3 separate regions of the Mus musculus genome follow, and all the other regions are linked to region 3. Evidence: chromatin contacts called from public promoter capture Hi-C data. All regions are on one chromosome and are shown on one strand. The core of a region is the stretch at or near the end of the contact, and the rest is flanking DNA. Distances in the headings are between cores, read along the strand shown. Region 1 holds the start of D330037F02Rik (RIKEN cDNA D330037F02 gene). Region 2 has its middle 55 kb from the start of D330037F02Rik. Region 3 holds the start of Osbpl10 (oxysterol binding protein-like 10).

Region 1 (3,202 bases), core at 370-2,869, 690 kb after region 3:
GCCCTCAGTGCCACTTCTCCTCAGGCTCAGACTCCTGAGGGCCACAATCACCAGCACAGATTTTCACTTTTATGTAGAGCTGTTACTAACTTCCCGCATCCAACAACATGTCATGTTCTTCTATCTAACCCAGTGGAGAAACCATGGCAGATTCTAAGCAACATGTTTGCCATTTTATTCCTTCTTCAGTGAAGACCTGTTGGGAGGGTACACACAAGGAAGTGACACAATCCAATTTATGTTTGCAAATGTCCAGGTGTGCATCCAGACGGAAATCTGGATGGACCAGAGTGAGGGAGAAGGGAACTTAGGGGACAGGTGTAGGAGCAGAACTCAGGCAGCTCCTGGTGGGTTCTTGGTGGCACAGCATTGGCAGGACTGAGGCAGAGGAAAGGTGGGAATGACGGCTGGTTCTCAGCCTCTGCTTGGGACCTGAGTGGGCGCTGCTGCATTGACTGAGATGCCGTGCTTAGGGTACTTACTGCAGGGGAAGAGTGGTATTTTTGTTTGAAACAATGTCAGCCATGCTTTCTACACGTGACATCTCAAGTGTCACCCAGGCAGAGACGTCTGGAGGTGTGTGGATTTGGGGCTCAGACCCAGAGCAGAAATAGGGTTGGTGGGGAACCCCAGGGAACTTACCTGATCTCACAAGGGAAAGTTGATTCCTATTTTATGCTCCTTTGTAGTCCACGTGGATTTGAGTCATGGCATAATTAAATCTTTTTTCACCTGTGTGTGTGTGTGATATGGTATCCTCTGCTATGTATGTGTGTGCTGTGTGTGTGTAAGACAGTGTGTACCACTGTACTGCTATGGTGCTCAAAAGACAGCACGGGATCAAGTCTTCACCTTCTACCTTGTTTACAGTGGGGTCTTTCCTGTCACCACAGCTGACTCCAGCCGAACTGGTCCGTATACTTTTGGCAATTCTCATGTTTCCGCTTCTGGCTTTTCTCATGGGGTGCCCTGGAGTTGGAGGCTGGTAAGCCCCTTTGTTTGGCTCTGTGTATGGGTTCTGGGTATCTGAAGACAGGAGTCAGGCTGTGCAGCAAGTGCTTTGCCCATGGAGTCATCTCTTCAGCTCCTTTTTGCTATTCTTAAACAAATCTGTCTCACTCAATTAGTCTGGGATATCATGGAGAATAAGGTAGCTGACAAAGTGCCTGTACATCGCATGACTCATTAGTTTTGTTAACCAGATGAATGGATTTCCTTTGAAAAGGAAAATATAGAACTTAAAAAAAAAAACAGCCTTTTGAGTCAAAACCTCCTATTCAAACAGATTTTCACAAAATGTTCTGCAGATTCCGGTAACAAGTCAATAGGATGAAGGAGGGCCGCTGCAAACAAATAGATCAAAGTCTGTTTCCAGGATGTCCCCCTTGCCTCCTGACAGTGAGCAATGGCTAACTCTGAGCTGGGTGCCTCCACACCAAAGGAACCCTCCTTTGGGAGCCTCCCACAGACGATCACTTCAGTGCACATCCTGGTCTGTGTCAGAGCAACAGGAGCTTGCAGATTTCCACTTTGAAGGAAATGAAAGGCAGACAAGGGAATTGGCTCCTCTCTCCAGCTTCCTGTTTCCCATGCCTCGCACATCCTCCAAAGTGAGATCTGTTTTGGAGTCAAGAGAAAGCATAGACTGCACAGGGCCAAGCTTCCTCCCACTGCCCACTGATGAGCAGATTTGAGGGAGGCCCAGGGACTGTAGTGTGAGTAGTGATAAGACAAAGTCACCCTCCACACTGTCACCCTCTATATTGTCACCCTCCATGCTGTCGCCCTCCAGGAAGTCACCCTCCACACCATCACAGGCACATTCTCTTAATCTTTTTTGGTGTTGTTTGTTTGTTTGTTTGTTTGTTTTTCAAGACAGGGTTTCTCTGTGTGGCCCTGGCTGTCTTGGAACTTGCTCTGCAAACCAGCGTGACCTTAAACTCAAGAGATTCTCGGGTCTGCCTCAGCCTCCGGAGTTCTGGGATTAAAGGTGCTGCACCACCACCACCTGGCACCTTATAATCTTTTAAGAACTGGACTCAGGAAAAAGGTAGGTCCTTTGCTGCCATATGGGAAAGAATTTCAGGACAAGCTGGTCCGAAGCAGAGATTTTGTTTTGTTTTGTTTTGTTTTGTTTTGTTTTGTTTTGTTTTGTTTTGTTTTACCATGGGAGTTAAGACAGTGAGAGAACTCAGAGGAAGACTAAGACAGACCCAAGTGTGGACATGGGGTTCTTAGGAGAGAGCTGGAGTTAAGTGTCTTAGGACGCCATGTTGCCCATTTTGGTGGGCACTCAAGTTACATCTCACAGGAATGCTAAGAAACCTTTTCTTACCTCCTTTTAAACAAATGTACTTAGAGGATGCCTGACAAGGTGACATAGAATGGGATTTTTAATCTGGTACTGTAAAACCAGGAGCCATTACAAAAGGGATTAGGAAATGTCCTCTTACTGTGAATGGGGTTCCCGTGAGAGTCCTAGGAAACTGTAGGTCAAGAGCTTGACTGCAGAGAAAGGCTTTGCAAATGGTAATTGTTCGCGAATCCTCAACACTCTAGAGACTTCAGGAGACTCTGGAGTGAGGCTTTCTTTCCCTACCCCCACACCCCTAAATTCCTGTCTTTCTATTCTTCCTCAAGAGGAAGGCACCATGCATGTGCATGAACTTAGGTACCAGCAAGCATGGGTTCCTTTCCTGGCATCTGTAGAAATATACTGTGGACCCCATTACAACACATGCAGAAGAGTAGATGAGAGTACCTAGTCTTGTTTGACCACTACCCTAAAGCTGTTACTATTTCCTTTCTATTTCAGTTTATAGTTTAACAGTTTGTAAACTTTATATAAGAAAACTTGCAAATAAATGAGAACATTGTATACCAAAGTTGACCCAAAATCAGTGCAAACCTTGAGAAGTTAGAGCTGGCATTAGGAACAGCAGCTGTGAACCTTCACATTAGATTTCATACTTTCAGTATCGCATACACTTTATGCATGCAACCATCTCCCAACCCCCCAAAATCTGTGACAAGCTTAGAACTAGAAAAGCAATTAATTTCATCTCCTCTTTCATAACTCCTGTCCATGACCTGCACCCGGTCCTCCCTCGTCCCCTGGTACTAGCCTGGTTGCCCTTTCTTCATGTCATGCTGTGACCAACAACTATTTACATGTATGTGCATATCATTGGGTAGATTCTGC
Region 2 (3,488 bases), core at 407-2,906, 740 kb after region 3:
ACAATTGATAAGACTACAAATGAGCATAAATATTTCATGCGATGTTAGATTTTTCCAGACTTCATCTTTAATGGGATGAATTCGATGGGCATAAAGGATTGCAAATACATTTTTAAGTTTATTTTGTTGAATTGCTATTATTATGCATAGTTGGCACAGCTATCTTGAAACCATTTCACATCCATAGGGTGGGAAATTGGATAAGTCATTATGGTAATGTCATTAGGAACCTGGATCATCTGTATGAGGAAGCAAATACACAAGTCAGAGGAGTTAAGGCCTAGGGTGGGTGGTGCTCAGGAGACTAAGGCACAAGGCAGGTCACGATTTCAAAGCTATCCAGGGCTAGAATTTGAGACTCATAAAAAAACAAACGGAACAAAATGACAAAACAAGCGTCTGGGGGAGTTGAGCACTTGCCATGCATGCACGAGAGCCCTGAGTTAGGCTTCTACTCCTCACATAATAATCCCAGGTGAGTTGCGAGTTTTGTGAGAGACCCTGCCTCGAAGAACACGGTGGGGAGTGATGGAGGACTCTCAGCCTTTGTTCTCCATGCATGCATGGGTGCATACAGACAAAATCCAAGCAAGAAAATAGACAAATAAAACCAAGGATGTTGATACTTTCTTACCAACAGACCATTTCCTATCCCTGTTCTCTGATTAGTCCAGAAGTAGCCTGTGGTGTGACTTTAGCATCCCAGGACAGGAAGAGCAGTTTCTGCACATCTCCGCATATAGACCAGACCCTGAAGGATTGGCCACTCATAACCAAAGGAGCCTGCAGTGATCTGATGAGCTGTCACTTGGAGAAAGAACTCCAAGGCAAGGTTGGCCCTGTCAAAGGCCACTGGAATTCAAGGTGATAGTTTTTTTGTTTTTTGGTTTGATTTTTTTTTTCAGTCAAAGGTGAGACTTGCTAAGCATCAAACTTCTAAGAATCAGAATGCAAACAGATAAACAAATCAAAACAAGAAAAAACAATTTTGGTTTCTCAAGGTAGACAATGACCTTTGTCAACTAAGGTCAACAACCTTGACCTAGTAATAGATAGTCACAGGAAAATTGTTCACATGGATCATATTTCAGGAAGAAAACCACTGTAGTACCAAGAGAAAGTTGTTTCATAGGAAAGTTATTACTAACACATTGAACACAATACCAGAATTTAAAAATTGGTGTTAACAGCCTTTTATGAAGCAGCATCTGTATCGGTTAGCTTTCGCTATCAACTTGTCACAGTCTAGAATCATCTTAGAGAAGAGTCTCAAGTGAAAGGTTGTCTGGATCAGATTGGCCCATCTGTCTTGATAATTGATAGAAGAGGGACCAGCCCACCATGTATGATACCAGCCCCAGGCAGATGTCCTGTCCTGAACTGTGTAAGAAAGTTAGCTGGGGATATGCCATCTGTGAGCCATCCAGCATATACCATCTCCAATGGAGCCAGCACATACCATCCCCCATGGAGCCAGCACTCACCAACACCATGGCTCCAGCACTTGCCATCCCCCAGGGCTCCAGCATGCTCCATCCCCCATGACTCCAGCACTCATCATCCCCCATGATTCCAGCACTCACCATCCACCATGGCTCCTGTACTCATCATCCCCCATAATTCTAGCATGCACCATTGCCAGTTTTGTTAGGGCGATAATTGGTGATGAAGCTATCCAAAACTCATCTTTATGTAACAGAGCTGCACATGGAAATAGCTCAGTGCCAGAGACTTCCCCCTAAATCAACAGCAAAATAAAAAGAGGGGGCCATATGTACAAGAAAATATTGATAATTCTTAAATCTAGCAGTTGGGCATGTAGGCGTTCATTATACTATTTTCTCTAAGCTGCCATTATAAGAAGTTAAAAACTTTCCTGAGCCAACAATCAGACTCTTGGGCACAAACACCTAAGTAACTGTGACTGAGAAGTGTTTGTTATATTGTAGAGTTGTACAAAATCTCCTTGTCCATCTCTGGAAGAGTGGAGAAGTAAAACTGAAGAAAATATGGTCAGAGGATTGTACTAAGTAGCAATTGTAGTACTAAGTAGCAACTGTATGGTCAGAGGATTGTACTAAGTAGCAATTGTAGTACTAAGTAGCAACTGTATGGCCAGAGGATTGTACTGAGTAGCAATTGGATGATGCAATGGCTTCTGCAGCATGCGCCCACAAGCAATCTGGCTAGAGTGTCTGCAACACATCATGTTGAGGGAAACAGTAAAGGAGCAGAGACAACTTTGTGACAACTTTGACTATCGGCTTTATATAATACACATTATATGTTAAGCTTCATAAAGGGCTGTTAACACCAATTTTTAAATTCTGGTATTGTGTTCAATGTGTTAGTAATAACTTTCCTATGAAACAATTTTCTCTTGGTACTACAGTGGTTTTCTTCCTGAAATATGGTCCATGTGAACAATTTTTCTGTGACTATCTATTACTAGGTCAAGGTTGTTGACCTTAGTTGACAAAGGTCATACAGCATTGTCATTTATCTTTTAAAGATTTGTTTCATTATTTATAGTCACAGGTGTGTGGTAGTTTGAATGAACAACAGTCCTATAGACTTGTGTATTTTGAATAGTTGGCTCCCAGTTAGTGGAACTGTTTGGGAAGGATTAGAGGGAGTGGCCTTATTGGAAAAGTGTGATTGACGATAGGCATAGGTTTTTAAAAAACCCATGCCATTGCCAGTTAGCTGCCTCTCCTCATGTTTGTGTCTCAATATGTAAGCTCTCAGTTCCTGCTTCAGTACCATGCCTGCCTGCTGCCATACTCCTTGCTATGATGGTCATGGGCTCTAACACTTGGAAATGATAAGCCCCAGAAAACTCTTTCTTCTAGAAATTGCCTTGGTCATGATGTCTTATCACAATAATAGAAAAATGACTAAGGCAGTGTGTGTGTGTGTGTGTGTGTGTGTGTGTGTGTGTGTGTATGAATACTTCCAGTGACCGGTAGGGTGCATCATATCCCCTGGAACTGGAATTACAGGAAATGATGTGAGTATGCTAGGAAGTGAACCTGGGTCCTCTGCAAGAGCAGGACGTGCTCTTAACTGCTGAAACTCCAGCCTATGCATTGCTACTTTATACACACACACACACACACACACACACACACACACACACACACATATATACACATATATATATATATAACTTATAAACAAGTTCACACTGGACACCTTTTATATAGATCTCTCTGTGTATAGATCAGGCTGGCCTCAAACTTACAGAGGGTCACAAGCCTCTGCCTTCTGAGTGCTAGGATTGAATGTGAAGTAACTTTGCATTAGCCTACCATTTTCTAGTCGTCCTTTTTAACAGCCTGCCTCAGAAACAGTATGGTCCTCCATTTTAAAGTCTTCTGAAATGATTCTTAAAGACCAATAAACTGAAGAGTCTTAAAGACACCTGCGTTGACGAACAGAACAGCAGAATGTAACTCTGTCCAAGAAAACACGGGACTGAGAGATAG
Region 3 (3,599 bases), core at 922-3,421:
CATACATGCACATGTATCAACACACATACATACACAATACATAGGTACAGAGAGGGTGAAGAGAGGGAGAGAGAGGGAATGGGGGAGGCACATACAAGAACAGGCTCATGGGCTTGTGAGATGGCTCAGCAGGTAAGGCACCTGCTGCCAGGCCTGCTGGCCTGAGTTCAGTTCCGGGTAAGCAGGCGAAGTATTTGCTACCAAGCCTGAGGACCCGAGTTGGATCACCTTGGCCCCTGGAGTAGGAGAGAGCTGCCTCCTGCAAGTTGTCCTTCAATCTCTGCAACCATGTCATACCACTTGTGTGCCCCCTCCCGTATTAATATTTTTTCTCTTACTTTTTCTATTATTATATTTCTTATTATGTATTTTAAGGGGTTGGAGTGATGGCTCAGCCTTTCAGAGGGCTCAGTTTCAGGTCCCAGCGCCCACATGGTGGCTCGCAGCCATCTCCAGAGCCAGTTCCAGAGGCTCCTACATCCTTTTTTTGACCTCCGTGGCAGCGGGCATGCACTCAGTTGGGGCACATCTGTGATCCCAGCACTTGGGAAGTAGAATCCAGAATTCCAGGCTAGCCTTGGCTACATAGTTACTTGAGGTCAGCCTGGAGTACATGAACTCATAACTTAGCAAGCAAGTGAACAAACACCAAACTAACCAAGGGACACCTCTGTGTCCTTTGGCTTCAGTGTGGGTCTCCCTCCCCTCCCCTCCCCTTCCCTCCCCTCCCCCCTCTCCAGTTTCTCTGTGTAGCCCTGGCTGTCCTAGAACTTGCTCTGTAGACCAGGTTGGCCTCAAACTCAGAGAGATCCACCTCCCTCTGCCTCCTCATCCTCTGCTGTGATTATAGGAGTAGACCCCCCCACCCAGCTTCAGTGTGGTTCTCGTATTTCTTCTTGCAAGGCTGTTTTACTTTTTCATAATATGTGGACACCTGGAATTCCTATTTACGTGGTGGCCATCTCTTACCATCACCTCTGAAGCATCTGCATGGGCGTCTCCAGAGCTGAACCCTCTGAAAACTTTCAGACAGGTGTGAAGCTGAAAGGACTTGGGGGCTGTGCTTGTGAGAATGGACTCTACCTAGCAATTAAAAAAAAATCTATCTATCTATCTATCTATCTATCTATCTATCTATCTATCTATCATCTATCCATCTATCGTGTGTGTATGTGTGTGTGTAAGGAGAGGTCCCAGCTTCTCAGAGTTCTAATTTTAGAAACAACCAGATTGCATTGAATATTTATATCCACAACGATAACTAGTGGGCTGGAGAGAGCCCGATATCTCTCTGCCTTTGCTAAAGAGCAAGACAGATTGAGAAGAACCCAGCGTGTGGGTGGGCAAAAGAAGTTTCTTGGCGGACAGTGAAGTGTGTGTATGTGAGTCTTCTCATTTGCCCTCTGGTTTGGGCCCCTCTGGCTCTCGGGTGTGCAGTATCCAGCGCAGTGACTCCTCACTCTTGTTTGTCTGTGCCCATCACCCCTGGGATCAGGGTGAAGTGAGCGTGTGAGGTCAGGAGAACGCTCACTGGAAGGCACCTAGTCCTAGCCTGGTATTCGCTGTGCATCCATCCGATCTCTGACTTGTGGAACCGGCCCCAGCTGACAGCCTGCTCACCTGGGAGAGTCACCTGCTGCCCCTTCCTTTCCGCTTTCAAACCCATGGGAGAGCCCCGAGGGCCTTGCTGCCCTGTTTCTAGGCTCCCTCAGTGAGGCTAATTTTCAGGTGACCGTGTACGTGCTTGGCCCAGGCTCCTGTGCGCCGACACACCGAGAGGGAGCGTGCTGGTGTCAGGGACCGGGCGGGTCCATATCCGGGTGTACCGGGTGGGTAGGACCGTCCCTCCCTCCAGGTCTCGAGGTGGGTTGGGGGTGGGGAGAAGGGCGTGCGGAGATTTCCCCGGTCAGGATCCAAGTGAGGGGGCAACAAAAGGCTAGGGTGAAGGGGGCCGATGTAGGGCGTGCCCACTCTGTCTGCCAGGCCCGCCCCAGGAGCATCCTTAGCCCGGGCTCCGAGCGACTGCAAGGTTCGAGGAGCTGGAGGAGGAGGAGGGACCTGGAGCCCCGAACTTGCCCGAGAAGTGGCTGGAGGGCGGGGCCGGGCCCTGGTCGAGGCGGGAGGAGGGGCGGCCGCAGCTGCAGCTAGCCCGGCTGGCTTCCTTCCCAGCCCTCTTTCCCTCCTCCTCTTCTTCCTCCTGTATGAGTCAGGCATTTCCCGGGGAATCAGAGCAGCCACGCGCGGCCCGGGAGCCCGGAGCTGTAGCGGCAGCGGCGGCGGCGGCGGCGGCGGCGGAGGAGGAGGAGGAGGCGGCGGCGGGGCTGCCACCGCGGCGGCCACCGGCTCCCCGGGCGCGCAGCGATCATGGAGAGGGCGGCCCAGAGCACAGACGGCGGCGGTGGCGGGGGCAGCAATAGCAGCAGCCGGAGCAGCAGCCGCGCCACTTCGGCGGGCTCCTCGCCCTCCTGCTCCCTGGCTGGCCGAGGGGTGGCCAGCCGCTCTGGGGCCGCGGGACTGGGCGGCGGGGGCAGCCGCAGCAGTCCCGGCTCGGTGGCGGCTAGCCCGTCCGGAGGAGGCGGCCGAAGGAGGGAGCCGGCGCTCGAGGGCGTGCTCAGCAAATACACCAACCTCCTCCAGGGCTGGCAAAGCAGGTAAGGAGTCCGCCGCTCGCGCCCCCGCGCGCTCCCCGGGTGTGGAACGTGGCGCCACCCGCGGCTGGGGACTGCCTGGACACCTCGTCCTTCCTGCACCCTGGCGGGCGCCGCAGCAGCGGGAGGGAGGCAGGAACCCTGGTTTTCCTTGGGTGCTGAAAGCTGGCAGAATCTGGAGTGGCGTCGGGTGCGCCCTAGGTAGTTCCGGTGTCCTACCTGCTGAGGGTCTCTCACACCCAAGAAGAAGGGTTGAGAGGGACCCGCAGAGAGGGAATGCTCGGTGCCGGGCGCAGAAAGCATTCGGCACTCGTTGTCCAGCACAGTTCTCCCCACTCCGTAGTTCCTGTTAAAGTACGATGTTTGAAATACAACAAGGAACCTGTCACTTGTCATCTTTGGAGTGTCCCGCTCCCAGGGTGTGCATATCCCTTCCCTAGTGGGTGGCTTAACAGCGCAGTTTGTTATTATTCCCCGTTCAGGTGCATGTGAAGTTTCTTTGCTTCCCTCTCAAAGTTGCCAAGCCTTGAATTGGGCGTGGTGGCAGATGCTTGTAATGCTAGGCACTTAAGAGACATGAGGCCAGTGGACTTGAGTTTGGGGCTAGCCTGGGCTACATAGTGAATTCCAGGCTAGTCGGAGCCACATCGGGAGAACTTGCCCCAAAAAAGAAGTTGGCAAGTCTAGTGATGGACAGACTTCTGGAAGGATCGGGATGTCAGAGAGTGGAGTTCTCAGCATACATGGGGTGATGAGGTGTGGACTTCTGTTGTATGGAAGGACTTAAGGATCAGGCACAACGGCCTCTGTCTGTCTGTCTCCCTTTCTCCCCCCTCATCCCCCCATGTGTGTTGTGTGTGTGTCTGTATGTGTATGCCAGTGTGCCAGTCGCCAGTCTTTGGAGAAACAAACCAAAGTTGAAACATCCATGCAAAGACACCATTGGGGAGA

Evidence for each region. Promoter capture Hi-C pulls out the DNA fragments that hold promoters and counts their contacts.
Region 1: a promoter capture Hi-C map of liver shows a contact between it and region 3, with 2.8 times the contacts expected there. The contact joins the promoter of D330037F02Rik here to the promoter of Osbpl10 in region 3.
Region 2: a contact with region 3 is called in a promoter capture Hi-C map of hippocampal neurons, with 4 times the contacts expected there. The contact joins the enhancer-like site here to the promoter of Osbpl10 in region 3. A contact is called at or near these places in 4 of 39 promoter capture datasets (hippocampal neurons, liver and pre-B cells) and 1 of 115 datasets of contacts at active chromatin or transcription factors (embryonic hindbrain).

Annotation. Positions count from the first base shown.
Region 1 is chr9:115,664,249-115,667,450 of GRCm38.p6, forward strand. D330037F02Rik (RIKEN cDNA D330037F02 gene) reads left to right here and starts at 1,620. Exons shown (of 7, transcript NR_166686.1): 1 at 1,620-2,050.
Region 2 is chr9:115,718,860-115,722,347 of GRCm38.p6, forward strand. No RefSeq gene overlaps it. Among named protein-coding and RNA genes, the nearest start is that of D330037F02Rik, 55 kb to the left of the region's middle. Within about 2 kb of position 1,657, at least 5 of the 459 cell types and tissues checked have an H3K27ac peak or open chromatin away from gene starts, as enhancers often do. A contact at or near this core is called in hippocampal neurons, where this site is marked.
Region 3 is chr9:114,976,314-114,979,912 of GRCm38.p6, forward strand. Osbpl10 (oxysterol binding protein-like 10) reads left to right here and starts at 2,172. Exons shown (of 12, transcript NM_148958.3): 1 at 2,172-2,651. The coding sequence starts at 2,365.